Regions from separate parts of the Gossypium hirsutum genome. Here region 1 is linked to region 2. Evidence: chromatin contacts called from public Hi-C data. All regions are on one chromosome and are shown on one strand. Each heading gives the region's core, a stretch centred on a gene start, on an enhancer-like site or on the middle of the called end of the contact. The rest is flanking DNA. Distances are from core to core; before and after follow the strand shown.

What was found. A called contact is a pair of places that touch in the nucleus more often than the background predicts.
Region 1: a contact with region 2 is called in a Hi-C map of leaf, with 2.8 times the contacts expected there. The contact joins two enhancer-like sites. A contact is called at or near these places in 4 of 34 Hi-C or Micro-C datasets (all in leaf).

What each region holds. Positions count from the first base shown.
Region 1 is chrA08:93,936,651-93,942,277 of Gossypium_hirsutum_v2.1, reverse strand. It overlaps the pseudogene LOC121204506. Among protein-coding and RNA genes, the nearest start is that of LOC107926882, 36 kb to the right of the region's middle. Within about 2 kb of position 3,362, at least 7 of the 9 cell types and tissues checked have an H3K27ac peak or open chromatin away from gene starts, as enhancers often do. A contact at or near this core is called in leaf, where this site is marked.
Region 2 is chrA08:93,745,519-93,751,154 of Gossypium_hirsutum_v2.1, reverse strand. No RefSeq gene overlaps it. Among protein-coding and RNA genes, the nearest start is that of LOC121205336, 33 kb to the left of the region's middle. Within about 2 kb of position 2,529, at least 9 of the 9 cell types and tissues checked have an H3K27ac peak or open chromatin away from gene starts, as enhancers often do. A contact at or near this core is called in leaf, where this site is marked.

The DNA of each region.
Region 1 (5,627 bases), core at 2,113-4,612, 190 kb before region 2:
ATGAACTAGTGACATAATCCTTTACGACCAATATATATATATGAACAAACCTTTACGACCAATATATATATATTTAATTGAAGAAAAAGGAACTTTTTTCACACTTAAACTAATTATTCAGCCTCAAAACTAAAATAAGCAATACCCTTAATATAGGATTACAAAACAATTGGAATTAAATCATGAACAGGTGAGCAAGCAGTAAGAAACTTTACAAGCTATACTTATTTATTTACAAATTACATAATAAATTAGGTGAATTATGGGGAAAGAGTGAAATAGAAAGTCTTCAGAAAGCTTCATCTGGTTTCACAAAGTTGTGATATTCCAGCCGAGTCATTTCCCCACCATTCACTGGGTCAAACTGGCTTCTGTAGAAGTTGTATTCATAATCATTTTGCACATTTTAGAGCTTTTTTGTTATGGGTAAATGACACCGAAGATCACTAAACTATTATTAAATTTACATTTTAATCACTTAACTTCAAAAATTAAAAAATGATTGCTAAACTATTCAAAAGTTTTCGGCTAAGTCACTGGGCTATAAAAACTAATGTTGTCTGACCTTTTTTGTTCGCACTACCTACACCAATCAAAAACTCTTTTTAAACAACTTTGAATGCCATAAATCTACAAATTAAAATCCAAACAACTTTCTTCTCCAATTTTCGATACTAACCATTAGAGTGACTCTACTTGTCGATGGCTACTATTCAATCATACCAATCGTCGAATCATCGCTTGAAGCTCGCTAGCTATTTAAAAAATAATAATAATAACTTAACAATCCAATTACTTAAATAAAAACTTTCGAATAGTTTAAAGTCCATTTGTAACTTTTTAAAGTTGAGTGATTAAAATGTAAACTAACTAATAATAGTTTAGTGAAATTCTGTTTGGCAAGGGAAACTTATCATCTTGGCGGAAATGGTTAAGAGGTTAATAATTTATTACCAATCTCACAAAGGAATCTTAAAGGCCATTTAAGATTATTATGAGAGCATCCCCAATCCTTCAGAATGGTCTCAAGAATACCCGTGGTATTGTAGTTAACCTTTTTATTATCTCTCCTTCACCAAAAACCAAAAAGGAAAAGAAGTTGCAGCAAACAAGTGAAGAGCTAGTTTGTGAAGGTCATTGAGAAATTTACCAAAGCAAGCTTCAAACGCCTCAAGTCATAAAATACTACCAAAGCTACATAAATGTTAGTTTATGTGAAGGTCATTGAGAAATTTATCAAAGCATGCTTCAAAGATTTGATATCTCTGTCAGTTTAAGTTTCTTTTTCTTACCTTCCATCGATGCCAAGAATGACAACAGTATTCTTTTGGTGACCAAAAGCAACAATGTATTGAGAACCTTCAAGCAGACGGAACTGAGCCACTGACCACTCTGAACTAAAATACTTGGGTAACACTCCTGCAAGCAGAAATGTAGCTTAGATAGATGCTTACAATAGTTGATTCCCGAAAACCAAAAGGATTGCCTCAAATGCGCCATAGATATATATTAGAGACAATCTTGTTAGTTGTCACATTCAGCTTCAAGTGTTAGTTTCTCTGCTGGCTCAAGTACTGGGATAACTCTCCTATAGGTAGAAAGCCAGATCATATGCTTATCACAACACTCACAAAATCTTAAATGCCAACTTACTAGAAGCTAGGTTTGACACAAGCTGGTTACCCCACAATTAGATTACTAATTCCCCAGCAGGATCATACTCATCATCCAACTGAAAGTCGTAATGTTGTTTCCCAGGCATAGGTGATACGAATCTCAGAGATAAAAAGAAAAACGAGGTAAAGAGCAATTGTCATGATGTTTTTCTTCCATTTGCAGAGAACATAGTTCAGAGATAAAAGAGAGTCATGGCCGTTTGCAGCATCTAATGGCAGGAGGGGACACTTTACCTCTGATAGAAGAAAGAGACGAATGGGGCGGCTCGGATGCACTTTGTGACCTGACGCTGCCCGGAGATCCAGCATTGAACTTAAGGCCAAACACATGGACGGTTCCTTTATCACTTGAAACCGATAACCACTGGACATTCGAAGAGAATGCCAAACTATAAATTTCAGCTCTATCTGCTCCCCCTCCTTACCTATTTACATACAACAAAAACTTCCATATTGTCAGAAAATTTATATCATTTTGTGTTTTCAATGCTACCCAGAAAAAGTGCAAACATCTCATATCCACTGCATACATATAAGAAAGATGGATCCTTAGAGCCGTAAAAAATAAAAATATGGTCACTTATTTAACCATATGTATTAGAATTTCCACTAAACCCGTCACAATTTAGACAAAATTTGTATCATTAAAGCAACAAAGAAGCGTAAACAGTATCAAATCACATACCTCTTGCAGCAAGCTACCATCAACAGTATTATAAACACGAACAAGCGTCCCCTTTGTGCTTGCAGTAGCAAGCAATTGCCCATCCTGCGAGAGTGCGAAGCACGCAATTCTTGAATCATGGGCCAAATTGAACTTAGTCCTTTTCGAGGCGTAATGTTCAATCCTAACCTGCCCCTTTTGCAATCCGGGGCAAACCAAGACCAACGACCCGGCCCCTTGAGATACCGCGCATAAACCCTTCGGGTTAGCGATGGTCTCGATCTGGTGAAGCAGCTTCAAATCCGCGAAATTGTAGACGAAAATTTTATGTTCCAAAACGACGACGATTCGGTCCCTCCGAAGCCGAACTGATCTCACTTCAGAAGAAAAGGAAACCTCGCCTATGCATCGGTTCTGGTTGTCGTCCCATATCATGACCTTATTGGGCGGGTATTGGGGGTTGGGTCCGCCGCCGACGAGAGCCAAAATATAGCACCTATAAAGCATCTCGACAACACCAATGCCCCCGCCGCGGTGATCGAAATCTCGGCGAAAGATCTCACGGAACGGATCGCAATTGTAGATCCAGAAGCCATGGTCGGTGCCAGCGGCAAAGCAGCTGTGGTCCTGGTTGAAAGAGAGGTATAGAAGTGAAGGCGGCGGCGTGGCTGGAAGAACCGCCTCGGGCGAGGCGTCAAAATTAGAGTTAGTGGCCGGAGTGGGGTTCGGATTCGGGTCGTGGGAAGGCTTACGTTGCATATGAGGGGGAAGATCGAGGCCGTGATTGGGCTGGTCTGTAGGGGGGAGGAAATTAGGTTTAGGGTTAGCTGCGAGAGTGGGCATGGAATGACCTAAACGTAATTATTAAAGGAATGAAGGGCCGATGATGAAAGGTTTAAGAATCAGAGAACAGGTAAAAGAAAAAGAGAGTTGAGAGATTGAATTGTTTATCGGAACAGCAAATTACGACATTGTCGTGTTGGGCGAAGCAGAAAGCACAGTTGGGTGGGCCGGTCCGGTCGTTAATTTAACTGAACGATGGATTCGTTAATTAAAGGACACGAATCAACTAAAGTAGCAGAGCTCCGCTTTGTCCCTACGCCAATTTTTTTTTTTTGGTAATAACCCCTGCGCCAATTTCACTAACAAAGATTAAGAGAAGAAACATTTGGCTTAACAACGGATTTCAAATTTGACTAATTGACTCCTTTTTTTTTTTTGGCAAGGCAATATTTAAATTCTAAATTTGAATTCTTTTTCAAAAGAAAGGAAATTATATTCCCAATAAAAGTTACAAACAATTAACAAGTACATCTACAAAGGAGAACAGAAATATTATATATTAATCCTCAAGCATAGACAACTATAGATGAGGACAAGGTAAACCATCTTTTGAGTAAATTAGAATATCATCAATAAATACAATAACAAATCTGTCTAGGTACAGTTGAAATTTTTTATTCATCAGGTTCATAAAAGTGACTAGGGTATTGGTCAACTTAAATGACATCACTAGAAACCTGTAGTGTCCATATCGAGTCTGAAAGGCAGTCTTTGGCATATATAGCTCTTTAACTCTGAGTTGATAGTAGACTGATCGGAGAACAATCTTTGAAAACATGATACCTCCCTTCAACTGATCAGATAAATCATCTATACAAGGTAACAAATACTTATTCTTTATGGTGACTTTGTTCAGTTGTCTGTAATTAATGCGCAATTTCATAGTTCCATCTTTCTTTTTCACAAACAGAACCAGAGCACACTAAGGCAACACGCTTGGTTGAATAAATCCCTGATCTAACAATTCTCGCAACGCCTTTAATTCTTTCGGTGTCATTCTATATGGTGCAATAAATATCGGAGCAGTTCACAATGCTACTTCAATAACAAATTCAATTTCTCTCTCAAACGGTAAACTCGAGAATTTTTCAAGAAACGCATTAGTGAATTCGTTAACTATCAGTAATTGCTCTATCTTGGATCCCGACACTCTGGTATCTAAAATGTAAGCCAAATATGCTTCACAACTTTTTCTAATTAGTTCTTAAGCAAATATTGCTGATATGATATTGGTAGAACAATCAATCTATCAGCATCAACATTAATCAATTCACCATTTTGATATTTCAGCATAATTTGTTTCTATCTACAGTTGACTATTGAAATGTGTAGGGTGAACCAATCCATGTCGAGAATAATATCAAACTTTTCAAATGGTAATAACATTAGGTTGGCAGGAAATTTACAGCCCTAAATTATTAATGGCCAGTCTTTATATATTCTATTAACAATGACATAATGACCTATCGAGTTTGACACTCTAACATCATAATCAGTCAGCTTTACTAGCATATTTCTTTATGTTACAAATGCAGTGCATATGTATGAATACGTTGATCCAGGATCAATCAAAGTATGTATAGCAACATCGGAAAGAAAAAAGGTACCAGAAATTACATCAGGAGTTGTAGCCTCCCCCTTTAGCTCGTATGGCATAAGCTCTTGCCGACACAAGAGCTTCAAAGCTCGTAGCCATATCCATGGTTTCACCACAGCTAGCTCCAGCATTACTATCTGATCACGGCTTTCTACCCCTTTTTGAAGTTGCTACCTATTTTGTAACTTGTTCTGAACCAGTTTTGATTTTATTCGGACAATCTTTTAGGAAATGATTGAAAAAACCACATTTGAAACAAGATCCTTTTCTCAACCTACATTCCTCAAAATGGTTTTTGCTGTAATGCTCGAAAATAGGTTTGTTCTTGTTCCAAATACTATCAGCACTAGCTAATGACATAGCCTAAGGTCTCATATAACTCTACTTGGACATATCTCTTCTTGGATTTCCAGTAGAAGCAAAGGATAGACTTATGAAATCTCTTGTCCGCTTGGATGATGGAGTCTGTAAAAATCTAGCCACATTGCGTTTTTCAGTGTCTCAGTTTTTTTACTTGGCTTGTTTCTTTTCATTTTGCATTTCTTCCATCTTCTAAGCCCACTCAGACAATACAACAAATTCTTTCAACTCTAATGCCCCCATAAGCATTTAGATATCTTCGTTTAAACCCAATTCGAATCAACTACACATATCTGCCTCAATAGATACAAGCCTGAGCATATTTGTTGAGTCTGACAAATTTACGCTCGTATTTGGCAATAGTCATATCACCTTGTTTTAGTGTCATGAATTCTATTTTTTTCTTTTCAAGATACAATTAGCTAACATATTTTTTTGAATTCGTTCTAAAAGAAATCCCAACTTACCTGATCTTAAGGTACAACAA
Region 2 (5,636 bases), core at 1,280-3,779:
TTTCATATTACTCTTAGTCTTGTAATTGTGATGGATGTGTTCCAACCTTATTTTGTAACATGACTTAAGGGTATGGGTCATTGGCCACCTCCAAACATGCGAACGTTTAGAGTAAAAATCGTGCAAATAAAATATATAAAATAAGTTTAGTATCTGTAAGTGAACAGGTCAAATTGTAATATAGTTTTTTATTACAACAAAACAGTAGGAAGTATTCAAAGAATCATACCCAAGGGAGGTTGAATTAAATCTAAAAATATTATCTACAGTAGCATATCTAAACAATAATTACTAAAAATCATATTACAATAGTTAATATAAAAGATTAAGATAGTAAAATAAAAACTAAACTACTAAAATGAAGTTGAAAAATGAAAAACTCTCAAATACAAGCAAAAGATTAACTCGCTTTAGTAGTTGTAATTAACTTCAGAACTGGAGTTTTATTAGTGAATCAGTTATTAACTAACTAGTATTACCCCTTGACCTTTACCAATTAATTAATCATCCAATACTTACTTATCTTTGGCTCACTTTCCTGATCGGGATAAACTCACGGTTTACTCAACTAACTTATCTCTCGACTTCATTTAACCTAGATTACTTCCTAAGGAAATTAATTTTAGGGTTTAAGATCAAATAAATTTATACCAACTAATTCGTATAGGAAACCCTCATTTTTCCATTAGTCACTCCCACATCCACTTGTTAATCTCCCTAAAGGAGTTAGTCACTCATTGATTCAATAACCATCTTCATCATAATTAAATTAATCATGCAAAACACACAAATTAAATTAAAATGAGAGGCGGATAGAAATTGATCCGTTTAATAAACTGGATGTGCTTGGATCTGCGAAAGCCTTTAACAGTTGTCGAGATATTTTTCTTTGCAAGAGGAATGTAAAAGAAGATTATGAAAATACTAAATAACGAAGACATGGGCTCAAATCGAATCCAAGTCGAAGAATAAGAAAATAAAACTATTTTTAAAAGAAATAAACTAAATTAAAATCTTAAATCTACAAACTAAGCCCTAAAAATGGCTTGACCAAAAGCTCTCAAGCTTAACCTATGTTTAACTATATATAGGCAAGTTAACAATCCAATTTAGGTCAAATACAAACCTTAATAAAATATAATTTCAATATTTTAGGTCTTGTTATCGTTTAACTTAAAATTCTTTTATCAAATTCATTGGTGCGATATTTTGAAATTAAAAAAAAAAACTCACTTTAATTAAAAAAATTTACTAAAAAAGTAAATTATGGCTTCTGCTTTTACAGTTTCATCTGATGACCGGACCTGTATCGAAACATTCACTGATGAAGAATGCAACACCAAAAAGGTCAGATTCAAAGAGGTGGGAAAAGATTCAATAGACAATATGGTGGTTGACATGATTCCAATCAAAGAAGTTTCTTGGAAAAAGAAACCTATGGGAAGGAATGTTTCTGAATCCGGTGATGTTATTTTTAATGGAGGCTTCGTCATTGAAGAAGGTGACATTCTTCGATCCTCCATTAATGGAATCCCTGCCATTGACTTCTCGGAGCTTATAAGGAATTTTTTAGTTAGGGATATGGAGACTATCGTAGTTGTCAAGCTGTTAGGATGGAACATAGGTTACGGGGCGTTACACAATCGTATTTCTAGCCTTTGGAAACCCTCTCAACCTTTTCATCTGATGGATATCAAAAATGGATATTTCCTTGTCCGTTTCCAATGCAGGGTAGACTATGACCTGGCTCTGACTCAAGGTCCATGGATAGTGTTTGGTCACTATCTAACTGTTCAGCCTTGGACAATTGAATTCGATCCACTGAAACCTTTTCCAAATGTGGTTACGGCCTGGATTCGTTTCCCAGGATTGCTGGGCTTCCTGTATAAGAAAAAGATTTTAGAAGAGATAGGGAGCTTAGTTAGACAAGTAATGAAGTTAGATTTCAAGACGGACAGTGGGGCTAGGGGTCAATTTGCAAGAATGGTTGTGTCGATTGATCTGCATAAGCCACTTATTTCTCAAGTATCGATCAATGGCCGGATCCAAAGAGTTGAATTTGAAGCTCTTCCCACGGTATGCTTTCATTATGGAAAATATGGTCATTTAAAAACTTCTTGTTCTTCTTTTTTGGCAGAACAGAGCATACAAGGAGAGAAGGAAGATGTACCTGTGACGGCGGACAAGGACGTAGATCCAGTGATAGTGATTGACGCTTTTGGTCCATGGATGGTAGTTCAGTGCAAATCTAGGCGTACTCCAGTCGGAAAGCCGAATCAACATGCAAGTTTAACGGAAGAAAATCGTGATGGGTCAAGATTCATGGCTTTAATTTCTGATGATAATCAATTGACAGATTTGGGGGTTGAAAAATCAGGGATTAGAAAGTCACGGGCTGAAACTTCGGGGTTGAAGGAGGTTGTTTTTAAAAAAGGTGATTTTATTAGGAATTTAAAAGAGAATAGGCCTGGGGGTTTTTATGGACAGCGGGCTAAAGATAATATGGGAAAGGAAATAATGGGTCATAATAGTCGTATTGGGCTGAAGGATAAGTCTAGTGGGCCAGTTCTTTTGGAAGTTGAACATGGTAACACTAGGAAAGGTCTGGCGATTGGAGGCTTAATTTTAGGAAAAAATATCAGTCTAAATTCTGATGGGTCTCAATCATTTTTAATAGACAAGCAGGATTTAAATGATTCAGGGATTCTAGACCGCGGAGCACAGACGGGTCCGTCACCAATTTTACAAAATAAAAGCTCCTCACTGCATTTTAATCCTACATTTGAAGGTCCTTTTGAATCTGAGGTGGTATTAAATTCTAGCTTGTTAGATCCCAAAAGACTTTCGGCTGTTACTTTTAAAGGAAATTCGGATCATCATGTCATAACAAAAGGGTCAAATAATGGACCAAGTGATGCGAATATCTTATCCGTTCCTTCAAAAGGCCATGGTCTTGATAATAAAAAATGAAGTGGGCGAAGTGGTCGAGCTCTAAATAAGACAATTCGTGGACGTAGGGGACTTTTTAAAATTGCTGGAAATTCCCGTGTCTCTCTCCCTAATGCTATGAATTCCATGGCAAAGCTTATTGGTGAGTAAGTGGAGGCTCTTTCTGATACGGTCATTACCAACAATGAGGGAGATCAAGCTTCCATTTGGCCTTTGAATGGGTAGTACTCATTTTTTAATATTTTAGTTATGAATTTAACTATTTTTTCTTGGAATTGTCAGGGTAGTGCTAGTTCGAAGCTTATTCGGGTTTTTCATGAGTATAATCGTGAACATAAACCCGATTTGATCAGCCTTATGGAAACGAGGGTCAGTGGGATAAAAGCTGATTCGATTATTGCGAAACTTGGTTTTCAATACTCACATCGAGTAGAGGCAGTGGGTTTTTCAGGTGGTATTTGTATTGGTTGGAAAGAATCTATTTGTATGGAGATTCTAAAAAATCATTCGCAATTTGTGTTAGTCAGAAATTCTGGTACCTCTTTTAGTAAACCTCTTCTGGTTACTTTTGTGTACGCCAGTACGAATCAGAGAAATGAAGAATTTTATGGGAGGTTTTGTGGAGAACTATTCCAGCGGACGGGGCTCTATAGATGGCGATTAGTGACTTTAATGTTATTCTTTCTCCTACCGAGAAGAGAGGGGGTCGGTCACTAGGAAAAAAATGCCCATTTTTTGATAAACTTATGGATTCCGCTTTGTTGCAAGATTTAGGCTTTAGAGGTCTGCAATTCACTTGGCAGAGAGGGGGGTTATGGAGCGGCTGGATAGGGCTATTTGTAATAACGCTTGGTGTACTCTTTTTCCTAGTTCTCTTGTGACTTACTTGCCACGACTTAAATCGGATCATAGACCCCTTAAACTATCTTTGATGCCTAACTTTCTTTCCTCGCAAAGGCGTTCATTTAGGTTTTTAGCAGGTTGGGTTCTCCAATTTTGTTAAAGAAAATTGGAGGCTTTCTACTGATATGCCGAAGATACACTCCGAGTTTACTGATCTAGTCAAAAGATGGAATAAAAATGTGTATGGCCATATTCCTACCCGAAAGAAGTTTTTAACTAAGAAACTACAAAACATTGAGATCGAACGTAACAGAAATAACTCGGCTTTTCTCAGACAAGTTGAAATAGAAGTTAGAGAAGATTTGGATAATGTTTTGTATCATGAGGAAATTCTCTGGCCTCAGAAAGCTCGTTGTGATTGGTTAGTCTTAGGAGATCGCAACACCAAATTTTTTCATACCCGTACTTTGAGAAGAAGAAAGCAGAATCTAATCACTACTTTAAAAAACGAGCTGGGGGAATGGATCATGGATGAAGAACAACTTAAGACTGAAGCTGTCAATTTCTTTAAAGATTTGTATGGTGATCATCCTGGACCAATGACTGGTTTACCGACTAGCGCCTTCCCGCCCCTCACTGATGAGGATTTGAGGTTTCTTAATAATCTAGTTTTTGATGAAGAAATTAGAGTTGCTTTGTTTGACATGGCTCCTCTGAAGGCTTCAGGAAGTGATGGTTTTCACGCACTTTTCTACCAAAGTCAGTGGGACCATGTTGGCATTTCCATTTGCAGTTGCGTTAAGAGTATTTTTGCTGGTAAAAGTATTGATGCGAAGTTAAATAATTCGCTTATTGTTCTTTTACCTAAAATCCAAAATCTGGAATGCTTTGCTCAGTTTTGTCCAATTAGTTTGTGATCTGTTCTTTATAAACTGGTTATGAAGATTATTGCTAATCATTTTAAAGTGGTTTTCCTAAAACTTATAGCTCCTGAGCAGATTGGCTTCATAGCAGGACAGAATATCACAGATAATATTGTCATTGCTCAAGAGGTTGTACACTCTATGAAGAGCATGCAAAAAAATAGAAAGTGGATAGCCATCAAAATTGATTTAGAAAAAGCTTACGATTGAGTACGATGGGATTTCATAGACTCGTCACTTCAAGCTGCAGGTATTCCTATTTTTTTACGTAATGTTATTATGTCTGCTATTTCCACTTCTACTATACAGGTATTGTGGAATGGGATTCCAACTTCGAAATTTAAGCCAGCTAGAGGTGTTCGACAAGGCTGTCCTTTATCTCCGTACTTATTCATTTTGTGCATGGAGTGGCTGAGTCACAATATTCATGCTGCTATTGGTGCGGGTAATTGGACCCCTATTCAGCTGGCTCGCAATGGTCCACCGCTTTCTCATCTTTTCTTCGCGAGTGAATTGATTCTCGTCGGTCACGCTGAGGAGCATTAGGCTCAAATCATTAAGAATATTCTTGATGATTTTTGTAGCTACTTGGGACACAAAATTAATATAAGGAAGACGAATATTTTTTTCTCCAAAGGTGTGGACAGCAATTCAAGGAAATGTATCAGCAGTTTTTTTAGATTTCAGGAAGTTGAAAATTTGGGGATTTACTTAGGTGTTCCCCTTTTCCATGAAAGGGTTACTAATAATACACTACGTTTTGTGGTCGATAAAGTGCGCAGCAAGTTGTCTAGTTGGGACTCCAGGCAGCTTTCCTTGGCCGGTAGGGTGACTTTAGCTCAATCTATCCTTCTTTCGATCCCAAGTTACTTTATGCAAACAATGATGCTTCCTAAAGGTCTGTGCGACGAGATCGAATGT